Regions from separate parts of the Triticum aestivum genome. Here region 1 is linked to region 2. Evidence: chromatin contacts called from public Hi-C data. All regions are on one chromosome and are shown on one strand. The core of a region is the stretch at or near the end of the contact, and the rest is flanking DNA. Distances in the headings are between cores, read along the strand shown.

Region 1 (5,043 bases), core at 1,315-3,814, 130 kb after region 2:
TGAAGGGACTCGGCGAATTTGGCATCGATGAAGGAGTTGGAACTGCCCGAGTCCACCAGCAGGAGCACCTCGCGGCCTTGAATCCACGCGCACAACTGGAATGCTTTTGCTGAGACTCCTCCTGTCACGGCCGATATGGAGATGGCCATAACGGTGTCGTCAGTGCTGCTCGTCGCTGGAATCTAAGTGTCGATGAAGTTGTCGATGCCGAACAAATCGAGCAATTCTTTGACGACGTGTAGTTGTACAGAGGTAGGGCACATATGATCGTGCCCCCACTTCTCGCCGCACTTGAAACAGAGGCCGCAGGCTCGTCTGTAGTCGCGGAGCGTCTTGAGCTTGGACGCCTCGGCTCGTGCAACATTTGTGCCGCGGCGGTCGGTGGCGACCGTGGGCGCGGTGTGACGCGCCGGTGGTGGGGGGGCAGCGGTAGTGGCACCCCTGGCCGCAGTGCTGTTTCTGGCGGTCTTGGAGGCGTACCAAACGCGCCGTCAGCCACCTCCTCCTGAAGCAGAACTAGGGCGCAGGTCGTGTCCAGGTCGGGTGGTCGCTGCACCATAACCACCGCTCAGATGTCGTGGCTCAGTCCCTCAACAAAACGAGTGAGAAAATAGTAAGGATGCATCGAATCAGAATAAGAATTCAGATGATTGGTGATCAACTCGAATTTCTCAATATAATCAGCTACAGATGTGGTTTGGCGAATGGTGTAGAACTGACGTATGAGCATTTGATGGCGGTCACGGCCAAAACGAGTGCTCAAGAGTGTAGTGAAGGAGTCCCAAACGAACTCGCCTAGACGTTTTTGGATCGATTGCAACCACACGGCCGCTGACCCAGTGAAATTGAGTGTTGCCATGGGTACCCAGAAGGCTGGTGTGATCCCGAACATGGAGAAGTACTGCTCGCATAAAGTTTTCCACAAGTTCGGGTTCTCGCCCAAAAAGTGGGAAAAACTATGGATGGATGCGCCGGTGAGCATCTGGTTGGTGTGGCCGAACGGTGACAGCAGGACTGGAGTTACGGGATCGGTGGTCGTACCGTTAGCCGGGAGCGGCGGTGGCGTCGCTCGGAGCCCGCCGGTGGCCCCTGTTTGATCTGGAAATCGCCGTGGCCATCGGGCCCTCGTGGATTGATCACCGCATCAACGCCTTCAGGCACCGGATCCGCCTCGGGTCGGGCTGGTGGAGGCGCTTTGGCTCGTTGCAGAGCGGTGACGGCGTCGCCCAGATCCGCCACTCGGCGCTCAAGATCGGGGCGCCACGCGAGTAGGTCATCGATGGCGGCTTCGATCTTGGTCTCGAAGGAAGGACGAGACGCTCGGATCCATGGCCTCGCGTATTTGTCGCAGGCCTCTCGTCTCGATGAGGTGAGCCAGAGCGGATTGAGTGGTAGGATTTGGTCTCTGATATCAGATGTTAGGTACGAAGAGGATCGATCTATATTGCTCTCTGAAGTAGTAGCTAATACAAATTCAATTACAGGGGAGCGGTGCTCTCGAATGGGAAGAACAGAGTAGCTCTAGGGTTCGTAAGGGAAGTGGTAGCCGTCGTCGTCCTTGATCCATTGGATGACGGCCCTCTCCTGACCACTCGATACTTGTAGTGATGAGGTGGGCTTCAGTGCGTCCATTCTGGCCCGCTGGTATGCGAGTTGGGCCGCCTGACTTTGGCTGGAGTGGCCGCTGCCCTGCGGGTCCTGCTTGTCAGGGGCGTTGACATGCGCAACCATGACGAGCGAGTGACGGCTAGGGAGAAGGCGCCCTGACCACGATGGAGACAGGGGAGCCAGGGTCGAGGAGGTCAGTCGACGTGGGCAAATTGGCCGAGGCTGTCTTGAGCGTACTAAGACGTGGCGTTGATGGAGTGGGAGGCATTCGAGAACCGACCATGTTTGGGTAGGAGGTCCATGTCGTCCATGCCCACGAACATGATGTGTATCACCTGCCGCCGTCCGGTGCTCGCCCAATGACTTCGTCTTTATGTCGTCCAGTAGCATTAGGAGCACGCCCGCCGATGGTGTCGTCACGCTAACATTCTCGTAAGGTGAAGGAGGATGAGAGTTGCGCGATCGGATCTCAAGCACGCATCTTGGCTGTTCTTTGCCTGAAACAGCAGTGAGTTGTTCTTGGTATATATATTCGCCAGACTTGGAAGCTAGGAAACAAGAGGATCAATTGGTTACATGGGACCGAACGATTCGATCGCCGGAGAAATACCCTAGCCTCTATTCCATGCAAGGTTTTTGCCGTGAGATTGATCCATTTGTATGAAAAAGACCCATGGTGAATCTTGTATGTGCCAAGTGGTATTATTTTGGTACCTGGCGGCGTAGAATTGCTTTGTGGATTCGGTGTTTCATTTCAAATTTTTGAACGTGTGTGCAGGTTGGTTTGGTTCGTTTAGTATTTTTGCTGGGTGTGGGCCAGTTCTTGCGGTGAAGTTTGCGTCCTGACAGGTCTTTTTGCTTCGATGATTCTTCGGCTTTTTGATTGGTCGCTGTTTACCCAGATGTCCTATCGCTGTCGATCTGTGCCGTTCTTGCGTTTTTGATTGGCCGCTGTTGGTCCGGTTGTCCTGTCACTGTCGAACTTTGCTGCTGTTGGCCGAGGCCGCTATCTGCTAGGATCTCTTTGGGATTTGCTTGCTGGGTCAAACGTTGTTCTTATCTGGGATGTCAGGAGCTGCAGGATTTTTGGCAGCATGCATGCGCTGGTTTGCCACGATTTTCTGATCATGTGTATGGCATCTGGGGTTGCATGCATGATATAATTACCGCTGCGTGATGGGACTATGTGCATGCCATGATTTGTATCCCGTGTATTCCGGATGGCCGCTTGGGTTAGATGGTTTTGATTTGTTTTTCCCACTGTCTTCTCTAAGTTATGCCACGTATTGCTGTTGTGTTGATGTGTCAATGTTCTATTGTTTGGCTGCTATTTTTACCCACCGCTTGATTGGTTCCTTCTGGATCGTTCGCCGCTTAATAGGTGCTTTCTAGATCAACGACCGCTTAATTTGTGCATGGTCGGTTATCGCCCTATAAATAGAAAGATTTGGTGTGGATTTGCTTCATGGATCACGGTTGTAGTTGGCTGCTTCGTGCTCTCATGGTTCGTGGTGATCACGAAGTCCTCGCCGCTGCCCTCGGAGACGTCCCACACCACCTCCGACTCTCCTGCATCGTTGTCCTGCAAGAAGCGACGCTGCAAATTCTGCTCGCCCACCGTCCCATGCCGCGAGGACGAGTACGGCGTGTTACCTCGACGGGTTGCATAGGCCGTCGCGGTGCACTAGGGCGAGCAAGGGGCACCTGCCATCGCATCGTGACGATGGCGAGGATTAACTTTGTTTTCATATCGTGTTGATAAACGAGCAAAAGGGGATGAGACCATCAATCGGGCGACGCCGATGAAGGTGTTTGTGGCCACGTTCGTATGGTGGGCGGCAACGACAACACTAAGCTTCGTGGAGACGGCGTACGCGTATGAAGTCGAAATCACGACCGGGTTCCATGCCGGCGTCCACATGATGGCGGGGCATTCGGCGGGCTTATGGGCACACTTGCGCGGGCCTTCTCGCCTATCGATGGACGGTTCCGGTTCCACCTGGATGCAGCTGCCGCGGAAGGAGGCACTGCGGGGGCAGGAGGTGCTCAACGCCGCGAGCGACCCCTCCGACGTCGTCAAGTCGGCCAAGAAATTCCACGCATGCGTCAAAACCCTGATCCTCTGCAGCGGGGAGGTCGACCACCTCACGAACGTCATCAACACGCTCTCGATCGCTCGCCGGCCCGGGTGTCGACCTGGACATCTTCTTGAAGGTGCTCCAGCTCGATGTGGCCATGACATGGACGTGGACGGTGCTGTTGTGCCCCCCTGGTGCGCGCATTACGTGGACTAGGGCAGCTACTCCCTCGCTACCATGCCCGACGCGAAGAGGAAGCGCGTGGGGAGCTCCGGCGTCGGCCAGGCCAGAGACGCCGACGGCAAGGCCGCGTCTCACTCCCATGACCAGGCCGTCGTTGACCGCGAGCACCGGCACAAGCGCTGGACCTTCTCGTGCAAGCGGCACATCGGCTCCTTCCCTCCGCCGGCAGGGCCCGACCGCTCTATAGTAATGGCGATGGCCAGGGTGTGCCGCCGCATCGGGACGCCGAACCTCTGGTAGCCCTTCTCGCGGATCTCAGCGGTAACATGTCGTGCGCGTCCCTGGACGCGGGACGCGGCCGTCGACCTGTAATCGGTGGCAATGCACGACATCGACCACCTGCTCGGCCACTCCCAATGGGCCTTGCCTTGTACATGTACAGCGTGAAGGCCGAGAGGAAGATGGATCGGAGCCGGAGGCGCAAAAGAGCGAGTTGATGCAGCAGGAGGTGGCGAGGAAAAGTGTGAGACCTGGAGACGCGAACCTGTTTCCATGCTCGAGGAGCAGATCAGGTCCGCTCGGAGCAACCTTGGTTCATTCATTCTTTGCAGCTCGACCATGAACTCCATAAGATATCCAAGGTGTGTGCCGACTGCCGACGCCAGGGCCGTACCTAGAAAATCAGAGGCCCGGAGCGAATCAAAATTTAGGCCCTGACATTTGAAAGGGCGGATTAAAATGTATAGTGTGTTAATGTTCATATAGAATTACACCACCAGATGCACAAGTTCAAGAAAGAATTACACCACTGGATGTACTAGTCTACTTATAAACTAATAAAAAAATAGGGTGCCGAGAACTGCCACGACTCTGTAGGTTTTGATCATAGGAGACTGCAAATGAAGCTTGGATGGTTCATTGTAGGTCAGCCACAAAGCAGTGCAAGGGGCAACTCCTATCGCTATAGGGCCCCAAAAATGATGTACAAGAGCATATGAGAATTGAGAGGAAAGCTCCCCAATATATAGAAGATTGGAGTACATGACCATGCCAGTTTGCTGCCACTAATGCCTTTCTTTTGGGAAATCGTGAAGCATTAGCGCCGAGGAGAATTGGAAAAGAATCAAGATGGGGAGGAAACGATGGGTCCATGAGTTAATTTGGGGCCTGTGAA
Region 2 (5,028 bases), core at 2,215-4,714:
TCTTAACCTAAAATCCAGTGATCCGCCTGCCGAAACAACAACCAGAGTTAACTTGGTCCCGCGTAGAAGTAGAATAGGGATTAAATTAGAAAAAAAAGAGAAGTGCAAATTTTGGAAAATAAATCCTAGAGTCACGGTTCCGATTGAGCATCAAAGCAACCGGCAAATTGCAGCAAAATAAAGAAACTTTCACATGAGAATGAGCCGAAAAAAGTACCTTCCAATTTTCTTCTTTGTTGCTCCAGCGGAAAATGGATGCCCTATACACCCTCACTCCAACAACCCAGTTTCTAGATCCTTTGTGCTTGCCTCATGCTCTTGGCACCAAATGGAACAACAACAGCTACCGCCCATGTCGAGATCAAGACCAACAGGTCACAACCAGGAGCGCCGCCGCGGTTTCCGCTATCAGCATCGATAACTCCGTCCAACTGTGCATGTGGTGCCAGGTAAAGCCAAGAGATCAATGCGGCCTGGTACATCTCGAGGAGAGACGGGCCGGTAATCTGAGGTCAAGGTGGGCAATGGGCCATGGATCATCCATCCCTCCTGAGGCAACAGATATGCTGAGGGTAAGAGTAGTAGTAGTTCTGATCATAGTGGGAAAGAAGTGCCTTAGAAAGATGATGACATACGTCGAAAGGGATGCAGCATTAGACAAAAGACTGGAGGAGGGGGTCATTCCTGGTGAAGTTGGGGAATCAAGATGTGAGAAGAGTGCGAGTGAGTGCCGTGTGCGTTGATTCTTCCACTTCGATGGATTATTGTGTTCCGAACAGAGACGAAGATCGGGATGGAGAACTTCCATAGGTAAAAGAGAAGAACAGGATGCAGCCCCGATGACCCATGCTAGCCTAGAAGGATAGAGAATGACTACAACTAAAAGGACTACCCCTTTAGAAAAAGAGGAACCATGACCGTCAAATACATTGTGTGCATGAAAATTAGAAGTAGCTCCCTACAAAAAAAAGGTAGCTCTGTAGCTGATGTAACCCTTCAATAAGAACATATTTTTATTCATTTGCAGGACTGGCCCTTTAAAAACAGTTACCAATTAGAGCCATAAGAAAACAATTCAACCAGTTCAGACTGATTTTATAGACATTTGACAAACTCTAACAAAATGTTTAGTCTAGCTGTTTTTTATTTTCATGGTTAATAGAATTACCAGTAGTAAAAACACCGGGCAAGACACATGATATTCATTGAACACAACAACAATGATATTAGTGCAGAAATATATACAAGGCTTTATATTGTTAAGCTTCATGCACTAGCCAACGCAACCAAAAGTTTGAGCTGATGAAAAGGCGGGTGCAATCCACGTATACTGTAACACCCCCTCTCACGTGTGACGGGGAAGACAAGTCAACATGTGCAACCGGAAGAGAGACGGCGCGCAAAACTCACATATGACTCAAGAGGCCTCTACGTGGACACAAAGGGGGCCTATCAGCAGCAACAACAACAAAGCCTTTAGTCCCAAACAAGTTGGGGTAGGCTAGAGGTGAAACCCATAAGATCTTGCAACCAACTCATGGCTCTGGCACATGGATAGCAAGCTTCCACGCACCCCTGTCCATAGCTAGCTCTTTGGTGATACTCCAATCCTTCAGGTCTCTCTTAACGGACTCCTCCCATGTCAAATTCGGTCTACCCCGCCCTCTCTTGACATTCTCCGCACGCTTTAGCCGCCCACTATGCACCGGAGCTTCTGGAGGCCTGCGCTGAATATGCCCAAACCATCTCAGACGATGTTGGACAAGCTTCTCTTCAATTGGTGCTACCCCAACTCTATCTCGTATATCATCATTCCGGACTCGATCCTTCCTCGTGTGGCCACACATCCATCTCAACATACGCATCTCCGCCACACCTAACTGTTGAACATGTCGCCTTTTAGTCGGCCAACACTCAGCGCCATACAACATTGCGGGTCGAACCGCCGTCCTGTAGAACTTGCCTTTTAGATTTTGTGGCACTCTCTTGTCACAGAGAATGCCAGAAGCTTGGCGCCACTTCATCCATCCGGCTTTGATTCGATGGTTCACATCTTCATCAATACCCCCATCCTCCTGCAGCATTGACCCCAAATACCGAAAGGTGTCCTTCTGAGGTACCACCTGGCCATCAAGGCTAACCTCCTCCTCACACCTAGTAGTACTGAAGGACACCTTTCGGTATTTGGGGTCAATGCTGCAGGAGGATGGGGGTATTGATGAAGATGTGAACCATCGAATCAAAGCCGGATGGATGAAGTGGCGCCAAGCTTCTGGCATTCTCTGTGACAAGAGAGTGCCACAAAAGCTAATGACATCCAAGGAGCTCTAGAAAAATAAAAACCAGCTCTCCAAAATGCTTTTTATTTTAAATTTACTGCTAATGCCGTGTGCCAAATTGGCAAAACATCGTGAATACTAACAAGAACTCCTAATCATACACGATGTTATCTCCATATGAGATCCAAAAGGAGACGGCCTGATAAAGCATAAGAAGATGACTTAAACCCGAAGGTTAAAGAACATACTGCAAGGGTGTAGCATCGGAATAGGTACAAATAACAGCGTTCAGGAAGAAAAAAAAATACTATTAATCAGGCGATGTTACACGTGCAGAAAAAAAAATAGGGGAACTGCGCATAAGAATGCTGATAAGGCAGGTAAGGTAAACTCACCAAGAAAGTGCAAGTCAAACCGGCAGCCAAGCATGTCGCAAAACCATACAACCTCTGCACACAGAAAAACAAAATCGAAAGGTCTTGGATTTCAGTTCTGTGGTACAACCACTATATACAACAAGAACAGTAACCCAGATTTGATGAGCAGCGTAGCCGCATTGATGGAGATGTTCTACCGCGACCTATCCTCATCAATCCTTGCTGGCCAGTCCCCGAGAAGGTAATGACTGCAACTACGTAGTTGGCATTATCTTGGCTGATAGTCCCGGGTGACTCTCACAGCCAGATCTGAGCGGAGACGCCTCGGGTCCGAGAGGTAGCAAGTAAAAGATGGGGAACGGAGGAGGAGGAGGCGGCGGCTTTCCTGGGTGGTGTTGAGGGTGCAGTGCCGGTTGATGTCGTCGAAGAAGGACTGCTCCTCAGGCGGCGGCGGCGCGGACTCCTCGTCGAACTCCATGCCGACCAGCATCTTGACCCGCTCCAAGGCATCCCGCATCCTATCCATGCTAGCTCAGATACTGGGAATCTCCGATGGGGGCAGCCTCGAAAGCACGGCCAGCGACCCGTCGGTGAAGGCTGGTGCGGGAGGATCCCGTCCGGCGAGGAAGATGGCGCAGTGTTCTTTCACGGCCAGCGGAGTTCACTTTGGTACCACAATTGGGCCTGGGAAACCACTTTACGGGTTTTTTTTCCCGGATCAGGCCGCAACTGACCAGCGGGCCCCGCTTGTCAGGTGCTGACGTTGCGAGGAGGCGCGTGTCGGCCCCTGACTAGGAGTAAGTCTGACTCACTCGCTCGATTTGGCTCGGTTGGAGATGAAGCCTAGCATCTGCGCGGCGTAGAGAAACAGCTCAGATTTGGATTGCCCTATTCCGCGGCCATGACAGCGTCAAAGAAGCCATGTACTCCCATGGCCTCGATGGCTACCTCCAAGTCACGTCCTCCTCGCTGGACACATGGGCTTCGGCCTTCCTTGATCTCCACTCGCCGACTCGACATCCCGTCGTTGCGCCCATGCACGAGCTACTCTCCCACGGGCCACAGCTCTCGGAAGAAAGGTCGTTGACATGTGCTGCTCGCGAACTCCAGCCTTGCACGAGCTGCAATCCTCCGCTGTCGTTGCCTTCTCGCGAGATCCTGCCTCTTGAGCTCGTGCACACCACCAAGCTCCTCCCAAATTGTCGCACCCGGCGGCGGCGGATGTGCTCATGTGTGTGATGTTTGATGTGTGTTTGCGTGGGTGCACCATTTTGTGTTGTGGTGCACGCATGTGTATGGCGTTGATACGTCTCCAACGTATCTATAATTTTCGATTGTTCCATGCTATTATATTATCCATCTAGGATGTCTTATATGTTATTTTATATGATTTTTGAGACTAACCTATTAACCTAGAGCCCAGTGCTGGTTTTTGTTATTTCTTTATTTTTGAGTATCACGGAAAATGAATACCAAACGGAGTCCAATTGACCTGAAAATTTACGAAGATCATTTTTTGACCAGAAGAAGCCCACGGAGTATCGGAGATGGATCAGAAGAGTCACGAGACCACCACGAGGGTGGGGGTGCGCCCTACCCCCTAGGCGCGCCCCCCTGCCTCATGGTAGGTTTGTCGCAAGAGGGGTAATCTTCACACGATCCCATGTACTGAATAAGAAAGGGATAAAGAGTTGGCTTACAATCGCCACTTCATACAAATACAAAACATACATCATCCAGAATACAATCAAGGTCCGACTACGGAACCAAAATAAAGGAAGACAACACCAAATGTTAGATCCCCGATCGTCCCAACTGGGCTCCACTACTGATCAAACGAAAAAGACACATAACAACGACCAAGATCTTCATCGAGCTCCCAGTTGAGCTCGGTTGCATCACCTGCACTGGTATCATCGGCACCTGCAACTGTTTGGAAGTATCTATGAGTCACGAGGACTAAGCAATCTCACACCCGCGAGATCAAGACTATTTAAGCTTATGGGTAGGAGAAGGTAGTAAGGTGGAGCTGCAGCAAGCACTAAGCATATATGATGGCTAACATACACAAATAAGAGCGAGAAGAGAAGCAACGCAATGGTCGAGAAACTAGAAGTGATCAAGAAGTGATCCTGACGCTACTAACGTTCAAGCATAACACAAGACCGTGTTCACTTCTCGGACTCTGCCGAAAAGAGACCATCACGGCTACACACACGGGTGATGCATTTTAATTAAGTCAAGTGTCAAGTTCTCTACAACCGGACATTAACAAATTCTCATCTGCCACATAACCGCGGGCACGGGTCTCGAAAGTCTATACCCTGCAGGGGTGTCCCAACTTAGCCCATCACAAGCTCTCACGGTCAACG

What was found. Hi-C and Micro-C count contacts between places; a contact is called where the count stands out from the background.
Region 1: a Hi-C map of leaf shows a contact between it and region 2, with 2.6 times the contacts expected there. The contact joins the enhancer-like site here to the promoter of LOC123127425 in region 2. A contact is called at or near these places in 3 of 5 Hi-C or Micro-C datasets (leaf and root).

The regions. Positions count from the first base shown.
Region 1 is chr6A:273,353,262-273,358,304 of IWGSC CS RefSeq v2.1, forward strand. No RefSeq gene overlaps it. Among protein-coding and RNA genes, the nearest start is that of LOC123127427, 12 kb to the right of the region's middle. Within about 2 kb of position 2,565, at least 1 of the 8 cell types and tissues checked has an H3K27ac peak or open chromatin away from gene starts, as enhancers often do. A contact at or near this core is called in leaf, where this site is marked.
Region 2 is chr6A:273,225,371-273,230,398 of IWGSC CS RefSeq v2.1, forward strand. LOC123127425 (vesicle transport protein SFT2B) reads right to left here and starts at 3,465. Exons shown (of 5, transcript XM_044547128.1): 1 at 3,042-3,465. The coding sequence starts at 3,182.